Linked DNA regions of Mus musculus: region 1 is linked to region 2. A link is a contact called in public Hi-C data. All regions are on one chromosome and are shown on one strand. Each heading gives the region's core, a stretch centred on a gene start, on an enhancer-like site or on the middle of the called end of the contact. The rest is flanking DNA. Distances are from core to core; before and after follow the strand shown.

Region 1 (5,021 bases), core at 505-3,004, 320 kb after region 2:
CAAGGCTGCACCATAAAGTCACATTTTTACCCCTCTTGAACAGAACCTGCGGATTGCAGACGGCAAGTGACGCGATGATTATTGTTTTTTTTCCCCAGATGACTAAGGGGAGTTTTCAAACTTGCAATGTAAGTTGCAAGGTCTGCATTTTGGGCCATGTGACCCCCATATTTTCTGCCTGTCCGGGGTGTTTAAAGAATCTTTGGTCCACGTGTTCTAGTCTATCAAGTCCCAGCAAAAGTGATATCATGACAGGTGTTCCCCCCCCCCAGTGATATTTGTGGTTGATATTCTGTGTGATAGCAAGAAAGATCACGCACGCAATAGCTAAGCTATCACTGTGATGATTCTACGTGGAGGCATCCGTGCAAAGGGAAAATTAGAGACAGATAAATATGGTACGAAACTGCTCATTGCAATCACATTCACAGTGCTGGAAAGCAGTAGGAACTTAGTATGTGATAAAGAGCCCCACAATTCCATTGCTCAAATAAATCATGGCTCACCCTTCATAATAAGTTATTCTATAATCATTAAAAACAAATAGTCATATATAAAAGCATGGGAAAAACCTCCCACATCCTAATACATTTAAAAGCATGCTATGTTCATAGTGGGATTTTATCTTTATTAGAGATACCTACATGGATGTAAGGATAAAAATTTGAACAATTTGGGGCCCATCTTTGCTCCATTTTTCTGTCATAGATATGCATCTATTGTGTAGTCTATTCATTTTTACATGTGTGTGTTTATTCTTTTTAAAGCTACCTAGGTACCTTGGCCAGGCATATAGGTGATGCCTTAAGAGAGAGGCAGGCATGACCCTGCCCTGGTTTGGATTCATGTCTCTCTCCAGTGTGGTGTGAAGCAACCCTGAGAGGCAGAGGGCTATGGGGCCTGGCATGGCTAGGCATCTATTCACCAGCCGTACACCATTAAAACAACCAGAGCACAGACAATGGGCATATTTCTCTGATTATTCCTAGGAGCCCATGAATGAGTCAGAGGCCGCAGCACGCTTAGCCATAGTTTCTAATTTTTTTTTTGTTAATTAAATAAAGCAAAGTATCAATATTCCCCCACCCCCTCTCTGCACTCCCCTCAGCTTCTGCATTACTTGTACATGGGTGGGCTCTATACATGGGGTCAAGTTCTCTTTGATAGGGGTTTCAATCCTGTTGGGTTTTGAGGTGCCGTAGAAAGGTAAGAGAATCCTGACCTATAGAGATACACATTGCTTTAAATCCCTTCTGCTTGGCCCAGCTGTTGGGAATTTAGACAATAGCTTTTCCCATGCCATCTCCAAGATGAATACACCAAGCTAGGCTTCTTTGGGAAATGGACCTGATGCCCCCTCTCCTCCCTTGCAGTGTTCCCCACATGACCCCCAAGGCACCGCCTCAGCCCTGTAACCACTTCGTTTTCAAAGCAAGCCTGGCACTGTCCCAGGAGATGAACGGACGTATAAATGGCTTAACATTGTGACCCTCACACACAGTGGGTGGAGGTGTGTCCACCACCAGTGTTGCTCTGATCATGTTGTCTGATTGTTCATGTCAGCATGCAGATGCCAAGCACTGTGCCCACTCCAGCCCGAGACCAGCCCTGGGGCTGCCTACAGAGAGAGGCAGAACATGCCTAGTCATTTCATCTTCCTTCCCGTTTTTATTAAGGCAAGGCCTTGTTCTGTAGTTCAGATGGCAATCCTCTAGTCTCAGCTTCCTGCGTCTCTAGGTACAGCTTGTAGGACAGGCTACTGCCCAGGCTGACTCAGCCCTCCAAGGATCTGCAATGGAGGACAGTTTGTCCCTACCCTGCGGAATGAGTTCAGCCACTGTTTTGTTCAAACAGGGCCTTAGCTGGGTCAGCTCAAATTGGAACAGTATAAACACCATTTCTATTTCTGGAATGGCTTAATTTTCATTAGAACTTTAATTAAATGATCCCTTTTCTCCCCGGTCTTTCCTGTGCTTTCATTTATTAATAATTGCCCGAGTAAAGAGAATCCCATTCCAACAGCTTTCCAATTTAGCCGATCATTATCGCTGTTCTTTGTTCGGGGTTGTTGGGCCGCGGAGCTCTGATGAGATGGCCTGTCACTGCTTCTCTGGCGGACAGAAAGGGCAGAGAGCCGAGAAGCACGCTCCTGCCACCTAGTGGTTAGAAGAGACATTGCAGGAGGCTCGAGGCTGCTGGTGGCTCTGCAGCATTGCAGTGGGAACCTGGAACTGGATCTTATGAGGCTACACTGGGTTGGCTGGTCGGTGGTCCTCTGGGCATTCACGGGTCCAGGGAGTCTTTACAAAGGCAATTTTGGAAGCAAGCAGCGATCACTGAGATCTTAGCGGATGGGTTGCTTTTCATCAGGAAAAATCAGAATTAAGCCGTGGTGATTTACGCCAAAAGGATCTGAGTGGAACTTTAATCCCCTGGTTCAGGGGATTAAAAGAAATTAAAAGAAGAAATTAAAAGAAATTAAAAGAAGAAATCTTCCCCAGCAAAGATTTGATAGTCGGGAGTCTGGAATCCTTCTGAAAATGTTTTTGTTGTTGTTGTTTTTATTTTGTTTTGTTTTGGTTTTGTTGTTTTGTTTTTTTAATTAAAGAGCTAATGTTGAAAAGGCAGCTTCTAGGAGACACCTAGAAACAGATTCTCAGCCTGAGATTTAGCAGAGCCAGTTTTTGTTTTTGTTTTTGCTTTTGTTTTTGGTCTGGGGTGGTAAGACTACTAGTGTTTGGTGAGCAGCAGCCAGTGGCTATTACCACATAGGACAGCCTTCTTCCAGCAAAGAATGATTTGGCCCGGGAAGTAATTATTAGTACTCCTCGGAGAGAGTCTGGGGAGCCAATCAGAAGGGGAGGGGTTTTCTACTGTTATTTGAATCTTGCTTGTTTGAGATAAGGTTGGGCTCACGCTCCTGGCAGCCTTCCTGTCTCAGCCTGTCACATGCCGGGATTACAGGTGTACACCACCACACGTGGTCTAATGTGCATCCGAAGACTGAACCGGAGGCTTCGTGCTGCTAGGCAAACACTCTAGCAATGAGCAACATCAGCAGCCCATGTTGTTGGAATCTTCCCTCGGCATTCTGAGATAACTAGGGGTGGGGGTGGGGGAGCAGCCGGCCATTGAGGTAGGTCAGTGTGTTCCTCGGAAGTGATACAGAGTACAGTCTGCCTCGTGGACAGGTAATATGACGAAGATTGAGTTACTGCTAGGATGTATTGAGTATTTTTAAGCCTCTTATCTCACTTACTTTGGACCCTGCAATAGCCCCGTGAACGAGATCCATCCATCCCTAGCAGTTGGAGGTGCTCTCAGGCCTGGTGGAAGCCTGAACCCCCACTCTTGCCCTTGTGGCTGCACTCACAGAGGGTGTGGCTCGGGGCATGGTTTGGGGCGTGGCTTGGAGCGTGGCACAATGCATCTTCACTGCATGCATTTTGTCATGGTGTCTAGAACAATTTTAACTCATTCTCCAAAACTTAGAAAAGGAAGATGGTATGCAGACTCACTTTCTGCATCTGGACCTGAACATCTGGAAAAGGTCATTGCGGATTGGTGGGAACAATCTGTCTGCTGCTGCCGTCATTCCCCATTTGTGCCTTCCTCCTTGGGCCCCTGTGCTGGACTCTCTAGGTGCACGAGCCCATGAGCCCTGCTGTGTACTCCAGAGTGGGGTAGATCAGAGTGAGGACTGCAAAAAGCAAGTGCCCCGTTCCTCCTGGCAGGACTTGCATCCTTGGTAAGCGGCTGCAGCTCTGGGTACCAGCTGATTCCAGGACTTGGCTCACAGGGGTGACGTAAGGCTTGGGGGCCATGAGCATCCAGTGTTGCAGACATCCCCGAGACCTAGTCCTCACAGTGCCAGTTGTCTTGCTACTTGGTGCTTGATGAAACTGTCTTTTGGGAGTCCAGCGGGCTTTTTGTTTCAAATTTCTGCCCATTTTTACTTATTGCATCCCCTTCTGTGGTGCTGGAATTAGAACCTAGGGCCTTAGGCATGCTAGTTAGTGCTTCACCCCTGAGAAAACCCACAGCTGTGTGTCTAGCAGTTTATACTGCTGTTAGAAACACATTGCAAAACGGTCAGAAATACCCCAGCTTCTTCCTATTGAGAGTAAAGATTAAAATAATCTATGCTTGCTGTGTCTAAAGACGACTTCTTGAGCTGAGCCCAGCATGGGGTCTTATTGTAGAAATTATTTATTCTCAATCTGGGACTTCTAACTCACCTTTGATCATTTAGTTCCTAGATAAAAGACACACAACTTTTATTATTTACAGTACGCCTTAATCAGCGCTAGAGCTGGGCAGAAATCTATCCTCTATGCTATTAAAATCTATGTCCTATCGATAACCCCAAGTTATTACTTATGTTTCATCTGGGCTGCTCTTAACTCCAATTGGCCAGCCTTCATGACCATGCTTTCCCAACTCCTAACCTATGACATCTTTCTCCTCTCCCACCTTCTTTTCACCCTTATGGTCTCCTCAGCTCCAAGCCCAGGAACCCATCTTTGCCTATCTTTCTTCTCCCAAGCTGTAGGCATTTTATTCACCATTCAGGGAAAATTTTTGGGGTGGGGGTCAAGGTTACAAAGTATCACTTGTGTAAGTCACTTGGGTAAGTGGGGTGGGGGTCAAGGTTACAAAGTATCACTTGTGTAAGTCACTTGGGTAAGTGCAGACCCTCGTATCCCTGGAGGCACCCAGGCCTCGGAGGCCAGCATTTAGCATTACAACACAAGCAAAAGACCAAACCTCAACGGTGCCTGGCACCCTGGCACCCCTGCACCCTGGCATGCTAACGCTCATGTGGTTGACTGGTTGACTTTCTCTTCTTATTCCAGGCATTCTCAGCTATTGGGATTTTGCATGGGATAATTCTTTGTCAACATGGAGAACTGACTTGCTCATTGTAGCAGCAGCAGCAGCAGCAGCAGCAGCAGCAGCAGCAGCAGCCTTGGTCTTTATGCTCTTGATGTCAATAGTGCTGAGCTGCTCAGATGCAAAAG
Region 2 (4,605 bases), core at 1,594-4,093:
AGGCAGTGGTCTTCCAAGAGCCCTGGCTCCCTCATATGTTACCCTCTGGGTCTTGGCCAGGACAGTTCCCAGCAGAGATGTCTTGCTGTCCTCAGAGATAAAGAAGGGCAGAGGGACACACCTCAAGCCATCAGCCCCACCATTACTTAGAGATTTCAGTATTCCTTTTATGAGGGAAGCTTACAATGGGGAGCCCACCCTGCCCCATTTCAGTTGTGATGTATCTCACTGTGGTCCCCAGGTCCCCGGCTCTTCCTGTCATGTCCCATTGATGTGGATGGTTCCAGAGTGTGGTTCACTGACCTGTGGAACTACTCCATAATCCCCTACCTCCTGGAAGCTGTCAGAGAAGGACTCCAGGTGAGAAGCATGCTCCTTTTGACTTCCTCAGACTTGAGTGCCCCATGCTCTCCTGCGTGGTCTTCCGAATGGCACACGGTGGAAACGACAGCTGCTTGAAAGTCTTGGCTCAGCTGCTCATTAGCACTGTGACTCCCGGGCAAAGCGTTTCACCGTCTCTGCCTTATCGGGAGGGGAGATAACAGCATTACTCTGCCACAGAGAGTTGTAAGGATTAAATGAAACCATGGCCATCAAGCCTCCAGCGTGGGAATGTAAAAGAGATCAAACCAGATACGTGGGTTTGATTTGTTTATCTGTCTTATGTGGTTCAAGTCCTAGATTAGGCCTAAGATCTGGGCCAAGCTTTATCGTTAAAGTTTTTCAAGAGGAGAAAATTGAGGCCCAAAGATCATAAAAGCAAAGCCTCAATGAGGCATCATGGTACACCCCCTAAAATCTTACACTTGGGAAAAAGAGAGGTAGGTTGTAAGTTCAAGGTTGTAGTGGCAGGTTACCTTGTAAGTTCTTACCAAGCACAGGCAAGACTCTGGGTTCTGAGACACTGCAGAGAAATCAAAGCTCAGAGGATCTGGAATTTGAATCTTCACCTTCTGAACTTCATCCCAGGTACTTCGACCTCAAGGCCAGGCAGGATATTGCCTGCCCAGCCTCAGCACCCCTCACAGGTGGTTCTGGCGGGCTCTCCTGGCTGCACATCTCTTGTATCCAGTAGCATCTGGGGAGCCCCCACTGCTGTCACTCAGCTTAGGAGTTACCGAGGAGCTTGGGGTGGCTTGATGGTTGTCTGGAGGACCTACTGCTGCCCCTGTGGCCTCCTTCCTCATACGTTCTCCCACTTGTGTCCTCTTTGCCTCGAGCGGTCCTTCTGATAACCAAAGGGGAATGACCTGAGTCACTTGAGAAAAGCCAGAGGCGACTGAGCGAAGATACCCAAGGTGTCCAAGGAGACAAAGAGGACTCTTGAGCTGACCCCTTGGTCCCCAGTGGCTGGTGGCACCAAGGCCCCTCCCATTTGGAGGTGAACTGAAAGGGAGGTTTCAGGCATAGCTGGGAAGTCACCTATGATTCCTTTGCTCAGGGAGCCATTGCAGAAGGGACTCTTCCTCTTCATCCAGCCAAGAGCAAAGGGCATAGATAGGAGGGGCTTCAAAGTGGCTGCTGCTGAAGGGCCTGCCTGTGACAGGGACCAAGTGGATGTGTCATTCTTAGAGGTCATCTGAAGGACATGTCCTCAGTGTAGAAGCAGTGAAGGGAGACAGCTGGGTTAGGATTGCCTAGTACCACCCTGTCCCAAATCTCCTAGCTCTGCCTGGTAAATTAGTACAGGAGGCGGCCCTGAAGTCTGCTGATTCATAAGGATTGGCCGTGTTTCCTTGTCGGGGTTAAGGTGGAAGTTGGAGGATCTACCAGGCTTTACACCAGGGTCCTGGCACTCCTGCAGCCCTGAGAGAATACAGGGAAGAAAACCCAAGGCCAGCCAAAGCTTTGACCTTAACATAGTTCCCTCAGCAGACCACCATGATTGAGTGAGGGCTGGAGTCCAGAGCAATGTGACAGCTACAGCTACTTTGTGACAATGAGGCCATCCTAGGGTCTCCTGTAACTTACAAGTGTTATAGGTAGCCAGGAAGCAAAGTTTTTTGGTTGGGTTTGCTGGGTTTTTGTTGGTGTTTTTTTGTTTTGTTTTGTTTTTTTTCGAGACAGGGTTTCTCTGTGTAGCCCTGGCTGTCCTGGAACTCACTCTGTAGACCAGGCTGTCCTTGAACTCAGAAATCCGCCTGCCTCTGCCTCCTTAATCCCTTAAGGGCGTGCGCCACCACTGCCCGGTGGTTTTTGTTGTTTTAAGCACAGTGTCTTATATAGCCTAAGCTGGCCTTGAACTCTGTATATAGCCCAGGCTAGCCTTGAATTTCTGATGTTTCTACTTCAAACTCCAGCATGCAGGGATTGTAGACACGTGCTAACACACGTGTTATTTTGCTGTTGTTTGTTTGGTACAGAGTCTCTCTGTGTAGACCAGCCTGGCCTTGAACCCACAGAGATCTGCCTGCCTTTGCCTCCTGAGTTCTGGGATTAAAGGTGTGCACTGCTGTGCCTGGTTTAGTGTTAGGCAGGGTTCTACCTGTGATTTCACTAGATGAGAAAAGTCCTTAATTTTTTAAAAAGCTCATTTCACTTCCCCTCTCTCCTTGGCTCCCTCTGAGGGAAAGCTGAGTGTGTGCCAGGTACCATACGGGGTCCTTCCCTCCTCACCTCTCCCCTGCACAGTGGCCACTAGGGAAGCACACTGTCATTTAGAACATGTGTGCCCTTCCTTAGCCAAGGCTATGAGTTGAGAAGAGGTGGAGACCTCAGAATAGGTTCCAAAGGGGGCTGTCACATGTTAGGAGCCAGAAAGAGGGCTGCCCATGGGGAGACAGGGAAAGAATACAGGGAAGTCATTCTTGCAGGCACCAGCCTTTACCATCAGACTCAGGCAATGCTTGCGTGTGGGCGGGACAGGACATGACAACGCATCGCCCCCTAGTGGAGAGCATGCAGGCGGTAGTATCTTTTTCTGGAATATGTGAATGAAAGTCACCTGTGTGTAAGTCATGCCTAGAAGTGCTTCCTAAATGTGAATGTTGGTGCTGCCGTGCACATCCAGGAGTCCTGTGCTTCCTGTAGGATCAGGAGGTTCGCAGCAGCCCAAATCTTAGTTTCCAGTGTCTTAGCATCATCCTTAATTCCTGAGCCAGTAGTAGACCAGCTTCCTCCTCCCTGGGGAAAGTGATTGTCTGCCTGTCCAGCTGCCCTCCAGAGTCTGCAGAAGAGCCCGGAAGCTGCACAACACTTCCTCTGCTTGCCTTAGACTGACTCACGGCCACCTGGCCTTGACCACATCCTGTGGAATGTAGGAAGGGTTGTAAAAAAGAAAATGTTTTTTGTTCTTACAGCTAATGTTTGCTGCACCTACGAATGCTTACCTTATGACTCAGTCTCAGGTCCCATTCCCCGTTGTCATCAGAAACGCTTGCCAGTGTGTCTGGTGTCTGCAGAGCGGAGCAATTCAGAAGGCCTGGTGTTGGGGGTAGACTGGGGGTGTTAAGGGCAGGTGCTGCAGAAGGACACCCAGAGACCTTTCCTCAGTTACCAAGGTCCTCTGACACCTTCTGCAGTCCCCTGTGCCAGCTTTGGCTTTCCCCTCCAAAAAATGGGAAAAAAAAATCTGACCTATGGGACAATTGTACTGGCCTGGTTTCTGGAAACCCAGTTGTTCTCTGAGCCTATAGTGCAGGGGCTAAGGATGAAGAGCAAGTGTGGACAAAACCACTGGGCCTCAGGAGTGCTAAGGGCATGCTCAGCCTCAGCCTTAGTGGTTCTAAGGCCTTGAGGGACCCCTTGGAAAGGCAGTCTTGTTCCTTCAGAGGGCCCGGTAGGGAGAGGCTTCTAATCTGAATTTGCTTCTTCAGCTGTAACCATCCCCAGCCACTTCTGTGTCCTCTTCACTCCTGATCCACACATGGGTCCACACCCGCCCCTCTCCCAAATCGTTCCTGCTCATACTGAACTGCTTTAGGCTGCTGGACTGAATTCAAGAACCAAGATTGATGAAGGGAGCTGTAGCAGCAAACTAGGCTAGAGGCTAGGCTGGGGTATGGGGGAGACAATGAGCTGACATCTGACAAGATAATGTCATAGGAGGTGCTGAGGTAAAGTGAAGGAGGAAGCCACTAATATAAAGAGATGGGCTTATCTAAGGTGGGGGTAGTGTGGGTGGCATCCTGGATAGAAATCAGATTCTAAGACCTGGAGTAACTCAGGGGACTCGGGGAGAGGGGACCCACCAGAGCGAATGATGAACTTAGGCCAGGCTGACATGGGGAGGTCTGGTGAACAGCCCCGCTCTCAGGCTCCAGTAATATCGTTTCTGCTGATTCAAAGTGGTCCCGTGGGTAAGTAAGAGGGAAAGGCCCCAAGAAGGAAGTTTGAGTCCTGGGTTCTAATCCAGATCTGCCTTCCAACCTTTCACATCAGCAGTGCCGTTAGCTTCTGGTGTCCCATCAGATAAGAGAGAGGGCACCTGTTAAGTAGACGGGCTCTTTTTCAGTTGAGAAACTGTAACTTTCAAAGGTGTGGGTCCATTGGACCAGAGCTGGACCCCGTTATGTATTGGTCTGAGTACTATTTACCTCTTCATTTCCCCTCTGCAGCTTCCAAGAGGTTAGAAGAGGCTCACAGGGAGGTGGTGTCTGGAATTTT

Evidence for each region. Hi-C and Micro-C count contacts between places; a contact is called where the count stands out from the background.
Region 1: a contact with region 2 is called in a Hi-C map of stem cell-derived neural stem cells, with 2.3 times the contacts expected there. The contact joins two enhancer-like sites. A contact is called at or near these places in 8 of 39 promoter capture datasets (the 3T3-L1 cell line, the C10 cell line, embryonic stem cells and 3 more), 5 of 15 datasets of contacts at CTCF or cohesin (CD8 T cells, the NIH/3T3 cell line, embryonic stem cells and 2 more), 123 of 484 Hi-C or Micro-C datasets (the 63-12 cell line, the AML12 cell line, the AtT-20 cell line and 67 more), 14 of 115 datasets of contacts at active chromatin or transcription factors (the NIH/3T3 cell line, astrocytes, bone marrow-derived dendritic cells and 9 more) and 2 of 9 other capture datasets (embryonic stem cells and liver).

What each region holds. Positions count from the first base shown.
Region 1 is chr7:49,921,452-49,926,472 of GRCm38.p6, forward strand. The region is part of intron 5 of Slc6a5 (solute carrier family 6 (neurotransmitter transporter, glycine), member 5); the gene reads left to right. Among named protein-coding and RNA genes, the nearest start is that of Slc6a5, 14 kb to the left of the region's middle. Within about 2 kb of position 1,755, at least 74 of the 459 cell types and tissues checked have an H3K27ac peak or open chromatin away from gene starts, as enhancers often do. A contact at or near this core is called in the Ba/F3 cell line, the C2C12 cell line, the HL-1 cell line and 5 more, where this site is marked.
Region 2 is chr7:49,598,523-49,603,127 of GRCm38.p6, forward strand. Nav2 (neuron navigator 2) reads left to right here. Exons shown (of 39, transcript NM_175272.3): 37 at 242-360. Among named protein-coding and RNA genes, the nearest start is that of Dbx1, 36 kb to the right of the region's middle. Within about 2 kb of position 2,844, at least 132 of the 459 cell types and tissues checked have an H3K27ac peak or open chromatin away from gene starts, as enhancers often do. A contact at or near this core is called in the Ba/F3 cell line, the C2C12 cell line, the HL-1 cell line and 5 more, where this site is marked.